Linked DNA regions of Mus musculus: region 1 is linked to region 2. The links are chromatin contacts, called in public HiChIP or PLAC-seq maps. All regions are on one chromosome and are shown on one strand. Each heading gives the region's core, a stretch centred on a gene start, on an enhancer-like site or on the middle of the called end of the contact. The rest is flanking DNA. Distances are from core to core; before and after follow the strand shown.

Evidence for each region. HiChIP or PLAC-seq counts read pairs in DNA pulled down with a chosen protein or histone mark.
Region 1: a contact with region 2 is called in an H3K27ac HiChIP or PLAC-seq map of embryonic fibroblasts, with 24 read pairs. The contact joins the enhancer-like site here to the promoter of Magohb in region 2. A contact is called at or near these places in 2 of 39 promoter capture datasets (the HPC-7 cell line and cranial neural crest), 2 of 15 datasets of contacts at CTCF or cohesin (CD8 T cells and the NIH/3T3 cell line), 24 of 484 Hi-C or Micro-C datasets (the 63-12 cell line, the C2C12 cell line, the F1.1 cell line and 16 more), 5 of 115 datasets of contacts at active chromatin or transcription factors (CD8 T cells, embryonic fibroblasts, embryonic stem cells and 2 more) and 1 of 9 other capture datasets (adipose tissue).

Annotation. Positions count from the first base shown.
Region 1 is chr6:131,337,430-131,340,895 of GRCm38.p6, reverse strand. It overlaps a transcript of Styk1 not described here. Among named protein-coding and RNA genes, the nearest start is that of Styk1, 25 kb to the right of the region's middle. Within about 2 kb of position 1,360, at least 39 of the 459 cell types and tissues checked have an H3K27ac peak or open chromatin away from gene starts, as enhancers often do. A contact at or near this core is called in the C2C12 cell line, the HL-1 cell line, the NIH/3T3 cell line and 5 more, where this site is marked.
Region 2 is chr6:131,291,233-131,294,521 of GRCm38.p6, reverse strand. It overlaps Magohb (mago homolog B, exon junction complex core component), which reads left to right and starts at 1,278. Exons shown (of 5, transcript NM_025564.2): 1 at 1,278-1,450. The coding sequence starts at 1,357.

The sequences.
Region 1 (3,466 bases), core at 111-2,610, 46 kb before region 2:
AATGTTTTGACACGAGATAGAATTGCTAGGCACTCAAATAAACACACTAAATGCCACTGAATTATGTACTTTAAAATGACCATGACCTGGTGAGATGGGAGGTTCTTGACATGCAAACCTGATGACCTGAGTTAGATCCTGGGAACTCATAGAGTGAAAGCAGAGAATTTACTCCTTTAAATTGTCCACAACAAATGTACAGATGGACACATACATGTAAATCCAGCTTAAAAAATCAAAAAACAAAATGCAAAAAAACAAAAAAGCTTGAGGCAAAACAGGTGGATTTCTCAAAAAACAAAACAAAACAAAACAAACAAACAAAAAAAACCAAAAAAAAAAAAAAAACCCCAAAAAACAAGAGGAAGAAATAAAGGAAAAATGATTAAGTTTATGTTAAGTAAATCTTACTTCAACAAAACATTTGAAAAGACTTAAAATATTTTGTATGTCACTGTTCATTGTAACATATAGAAGGGAAAACTGGAAATTACCATGGTAAATGGTATTTAAAGTAAATGCATACAAGTATTCACACAATCCAGTGATTCAGCCTCAAAAAATAAATGAAGCAATGACTCACGTCTGGAAAACGTTACACTAAGTGAAGGAATGCAGCCACAGAAGGCCACATAATAAATTAATCAGTTAATATGAAATGCCCAGGATGGGATAGCAGACATAGAAAGAAAATGGCTACCCAGTGCCCTGGGTTAGGGGGTGGGTGTACTGGCCAATCATTGCTACTGATTAGGTGTTTCATTTCAGAAGGTTATACAAACATTTCCTTTTAAAAAATATTTATTTTCGTGTGTATGGTGTTTTGCCTGGATGTAAGTATGTGTACACCGTATGTGCCTGGTGCTCAGGGAAGCCAGAGGAAGAGGTCAGGTCCCCTGGAATTGGAGTTATAAACAATTGTGAGTCACCAGGAATCAAACCTGAAAGAGCAAGTGCTTCTAACCACTGAGCCATCTCCTCAGCCCAGTGACATATTTTAAAGTCATATGGTGATGACAGTTTTGTAACTGTGAATCTACTGAAAACAACTTTTTAAAATTTGAAATGTCCAATTTTAGGATACACAATTTAAAAAGCAACATTAAAGATACTTCTAACTTTGCAAAATAAAGAAGGGAAGGAGAGAAGCAAGACAAAGGTAGGAAAGTTGAGAGAGAAAAAACTGGAAGAAGGACAGAAGAGCTTTAAAGAGATAGTGCAGTATAGGGTAAAAATCAAGAACATAGACTTAGGGCCAAAGTCTCTCCATCTGTGAGAATTTTATGATTCACTATATGCAGTGCACATGTGAGTATGTTGTCCATGTTCAGCATCATAAACACAGTTAAAAGCATTAGGTAATAGGGAGAGAAAGCCAGAAACCAGTAAGCTCAGGCTGAGTGTCAGTTAAGGAACCATAGGGCGGGGCAGAGGTCGATTATTCGAACTTTGGTCTCCTGATGGGGGAGAGGCTGGGGTGTGATATGGAGATGCAGATAGTTTCCTGGTCCAGTATTTTTTTTTTTTTTTTTTTTTTTTTTGTTGTTGTTAGTTTGTTTTTGTTGTTGAGTCAGAGTCCCACTCTAGTTTAGGCTGGCTATGGAGCAATAACTGACCTCTAAACCTCTTCAGTCTTCCTGGCTCAGTCTCTCAAATTCTGGGGTTACGGGTTTGAGTTACTCTTTCAAGCTGTACCTGGGTCCTGTGAAGTCCAAACGCCTATGAAGAGATGGTGAATAGCACTTCATGAGTTTTGTTGCTTAATGCAAATAATGACTAGACACACAATTCTGAGGAGAATTCTTCTAGAAGTTAAGCAGGAAACAGGTCATCTTTGTCCTCTTGGTCTAGGTGTGTGTGTGTGTGTGTGTGTGTGTGTGTGTGTGTGTGTACATGTGAGTGCAACTACCTATGCTGATGGCCATAGTCTGTACTACTACTGCCTGATACCATGCTGAAGTCCATGGAATGGGCTGACACTGGAGGCCAGATGAATGTCTGTGTTCCATGCTCTTACCAGATACCATGTGGAAGTTCATGAACCATGCTCCTGCTGACTATAAAGGACAAGAAAACTTCTTGTGCAGTAGTATTGAAGAATGCAGACTCACAGTTGAAAAACAGACATAAAATGCTCTGTGACAAATAGAATTGAAGACCTAGAACTGAACCCACAAACCTATGGTCACTTGATCTTTGACAAAGGAGCTAAAACCATCCAGTGGAAAAAAGACAGCATTTTTAGCAAATGGTGCTGGTTCAACTGGAGGTCAGCACATAGAAGAACGCAAATCGACCCATTCTTATCTCCTTGTACAAAGCTCAAGTCCAGGTGGATCAAGGACCTCCACATAAAACCACATATACTAAAACTAGTTGAGGAGAAAGTGGGGAAGAGCCTTGAACACATGGACAGGGGAAAAATTCCTGAACAGAACACTGATGGCTTAGACTCTGAGATCAACAATCAAAAAATGGGACCTCATAAAATTGCAAAGCTTCTGTAAGGCAAAGAACAATGTCAATAGGACAAAACGGCAACTAACAGAGTGGGAAAAGATCGTCACCAATCCTACATCCAATAGAGGGATAATATCCAATATATACAAAGAATTCAAGAACTTAAACTCCAGAGAATCAAGTAACCCTATTAAAAATTGAGTACAGAGCTAAAGAAAGAATCCTCAATTGAGGAAAACCAAATGGACGAGAAGCACCTAAAGAAACGTCCAACATCCTTAGTCATCAGGGTAATACAAATCAAAACAACCCTGAGATTCTACCTCATACCAGTCAGAATGGCTAAGATCAAAACCTCAGGTGACAGCAGATGCTGGCAAGGATGTGGAGAAAAAGGAACGCTCCTCCACTGTTGGTGGGATTGCAAGCTTGTACAACCACTCTGCAAATCAGTTTGGTGGTTCCTCAGAAAATTGGACGTAGTATTACCTGAGGACCCAGCTATACCACTCCTGGGCATATACCCAAAAGATTCTCCAACAGATAACAAGGATATATGCTATACCATGTTCATAGCACCCTTATATATAATAAGCAGAAGCTGGAAAGAGCCCAGATGTTCTTCAACAGAGGAATGGATAGAGAAAATGTGGTACATTTACACAATGGGATACTACTCAGCTATTAAAAACAATGAAATTATGAAATTCCTAGGCAAATGGATGAAACTAGAAAATATCATCCTGAGTGAGGTAACCCAATCACAAAAGAACACACACGGTATGCACTCACTAGTAAGTGGATATTGGCTCAGAAGCTCAGAAAACCCAAGATACAATTCACAGACCACATGAAGCTCAAAAAGAAGGAAGACCAAAGTGTGGGTGCTTTGGTCCTTCTTAAAAAGGGGAACAAAATAACTCATGGTGCCAAATACAGAGACATAGTGTGGAGCAGAGACTAAAGGAAAGGCCATCCAAAGACTGCCCCACCTGGGGATCCATCC
Region 2 (3,289 bases), core at 29-2,528:
GAGGGAACTGGGTGCAGTTCACTGTCATTTTGTGCTCTTCAAGACTACACTTGGATGTTCCGTATTTTTCCAACTCAAACTGTTGAGAACTGTGACCTAGCCCTGCAAATATATAGGGTACTAACCATTAACCCTTAGTGACTCATGAGTTGTAGTATACTATGAAAAACTCTTCTATGATGACTATCTGGACTTTTCAGTTTCATGTGCTATTTAAACATCAAACTCCCACCAGACAGATTCATTTTACTCTGTGTCTCCGTCTGGGCTGTTAGCTACTGGAAATTTTGAAGTATTACCAAAAGGGACTCTGGTAGATTGTGTTCTGGTTGCCACCGGAATGTATCTTTTCTCAGTTCACCAGTTTCAGGAAGTAGAGTCACACCCCACTTTACAATGTGCTTCGAGATCAGAGATACCCACAATAAGTACAGCTTGTAAACCTTAGTTCAAAACTCAGAAAAAGACACACCTATAGCATAGGGCAACTCGAAAGTAAAAGTGGTTTTACATCTGTTCCTTCCAAGCCCATTTAAACAAACGAGAAGAAAACAAAGAAACAAAATCCCTAGCTATTTCTTTGCTAAGATAAAATATACAGGAAAACGGACAAATCTGGCAATTATTATAGTGAGGTAATGATGAAGTATTAAGACAAATCTTGTATAGAATTTTAGCTTTTGTATGAGTGTATTTATGTGCTAGTGAGTGTAGGTTATTAAACCAGAGAGGATACTGAGTGTAGGTTAAAGAAATAGAGTGGGAAGTGTAACAGGATACATTTAACAAGAAAGTGCAGCGGGAATAATTTGGGCCCAAGGGTTGGGGGCAGTAGATGAGGAAGAGGTGGAGTGTGGCTCAACCAAAATATAGAATGCCAAAATGAAATCCGGGACTTTGTATCCACCAACGCGCTCATGCAAGCCACCCTTATTAAACTCGGTGAGCCTCCCCTCAACCCAGACAAAAACAAGGCGTAAACGTACAGGAGGGCTTATTGGTAAGACTGGTTCAGCGGAGAAGGGATGAGAGAAGATAACATGGTGGGAGCGACTAAAATTCATCATGTACGTGTATAACATCGTCACAGAGTTAAAACGTAAAAATCGAAGACATGAAAATCTTTTCCAAAAAAAGAAAAAAAAAAAAAAAAAAGCGCTCGAGATCGTGGTGGCTCCAATGCGAACCTTCAGTTCTCTTGGGGGTCTCTTGCTTCCTCTTCAGTTTTCCGGGATTTCGTTCCCTACCGGAGTAAACGCGCCCTTGGTGACGCGCTTTGCCTGCGCCCGTGACGTCACTACCTCGCGCCGGCGGCACGTTGGCCCCGCGGTATAGCGGGCTTTACCGAGGGTAAAAATGTCTATGGGTAGTGATTTCTACCTTCGCTACTACGTCGGGCATAAGGGCAAGTTTGGGCACGAGTTTTTGGAGTTCGAGTTTCGGCCGGACGGTGAGCGGCGGAGGGGCTGCGAGGGAGGGCGAGCCGCCCAGGGAGCGGGTTTCAGCGTGTGTGTGTGTGTGTGTGTGTGTGTGTGTGTGTGTGTGTGTGTGTGTGTGTTTCCTTTCTTCTTTATTTCAATTTACTTGTTTAGTTTTGAGAAAGGGCCTTGTTGTGTAGTCCAAGCCGCCCTCGAACTCACGATCCTCCTGCTTCAGCCTCTGGGATGCTGGGATGACAGGCGTGTCACCATGCCCCAGACTCCCAGAAGGGCTTGAAGGGTTTCATTCCAACATTGGAAGACTTTGCTTTTGTAGCAGGCTTGTGCTGTATTTGTGAGAGCAGACATGGGTTATGTTTGTGAGAGGGAAAAAAATGCTGTAAAGTAATTCAGAAAAGCGAATTCTGCCACTCCTGAAAAGTTGAACATATAGGAATCGGAAACTTAGAGCAGAGAACCTGTGCTCCGGGAGTGTTAACAGAATTATCAAGTGATACTCCAGAGGATGCATGGAATCTTTAGGTGACCTCTTTGGCCTACTCGTTCATTCATGGTATGTGTTAAAGCTGCTTTATAGGGGAGGAGCCCCGTGTCTGAACACAGGAATGTGGTATGTGTCAGGTTTGAAATACAGTTCTTCACTAGTGGATGATGGCCAAAGGTAAGGGAGTCAGTGGAAATGCTCCTAGAAGCTCTTTTTGTGCCACCTCCTAGGCAGTCGGCCAGCCTTGTCTAAATGAGTCTGAAAATCTCCTTCCTAGCCACCAGCTGTCAGAACTCTTTCAAGGGGACAATCAATACAAACTTCATACTTTCAGCAAGAAGCAAATGGCCACAGGGGTAGCCGCTGATGCTCTGGGTGAAGAGGGGAAGTGTTGTGTGGTCCCAGTCACAACCAAGGACTGGGGGAATGACAAACAAGCTTTTCCCACAAAACAAGGCTTCTTGACCCAGAGCAGAGTGTACCTGCTGTTGAGTAAGGGGCATACTTCTATAGACCAAGGAGAGCTGGAGAGAGGAATTGCAGGTCTGTTCTTGATATATTATGAATGCCAATCTGAGTGCTTTCAAATTGGTTATTGTAAAAAAATATTGATACTGCTGGACTGAGCCCCTGTCCCTCTGTTTTTGGTCCCAACAAGCTAGCAGAATCTTAAAGCATTTTAGTAACTCTAAAGAAGACGATGTCTGCTAATGAACTATTGAAAAGCCCTGCAACAGTGGCTGTAAGAAATCCAGGAGGAAAGCACCCAAGGTTCAGCATCTACTTACGTCACTTGTCCTTCAACAACACCATCTCCAATGTATTGTTCTCAAGAAGCAACACACTAAGAAAAACAAGGTAGCTACAGAATAAGCTTAACTTTTGGCCTAGAGAATGAAGCTTAAAAAAAAAAAATACCAGGAACAGATTTCCAAGAGACATAGACTGTCCTCAATGAGAGCTTCTACTTTTAAGTCTGAGTCCAGTAAACAGTAAGTGTTTAAGACAAAGAAGTAAATGATCAGACCTTGAAAAACAAAACAAAAAAAGTTTTCCCTGAGTCTTTTTATTGGGGTGGGGGTGGGGGGTTGAGACAGGGTTTCTCTGCAGCCCTGGCTGTCCTGGAACTCACTCTGTAGACCAGGCTGGCCTCGAACTCAGAAATCTGCCTGCCTCGGCCTCCCGAGTGCTGGGATTAAAGGCGTGTGCTACCACGCCCAGCTTCCCTGAGTCTTTAATCCTAGTACTCTGGGGGCAGATGGAGTTTCAGAAAAGCCAGAGCTACACAGTCAAACCCTGTCCCCTCACAAAGTTCCCCATGCAAAAAAGAATCTGCCCCTAGAAGATGAGACACTTGATTGAGATA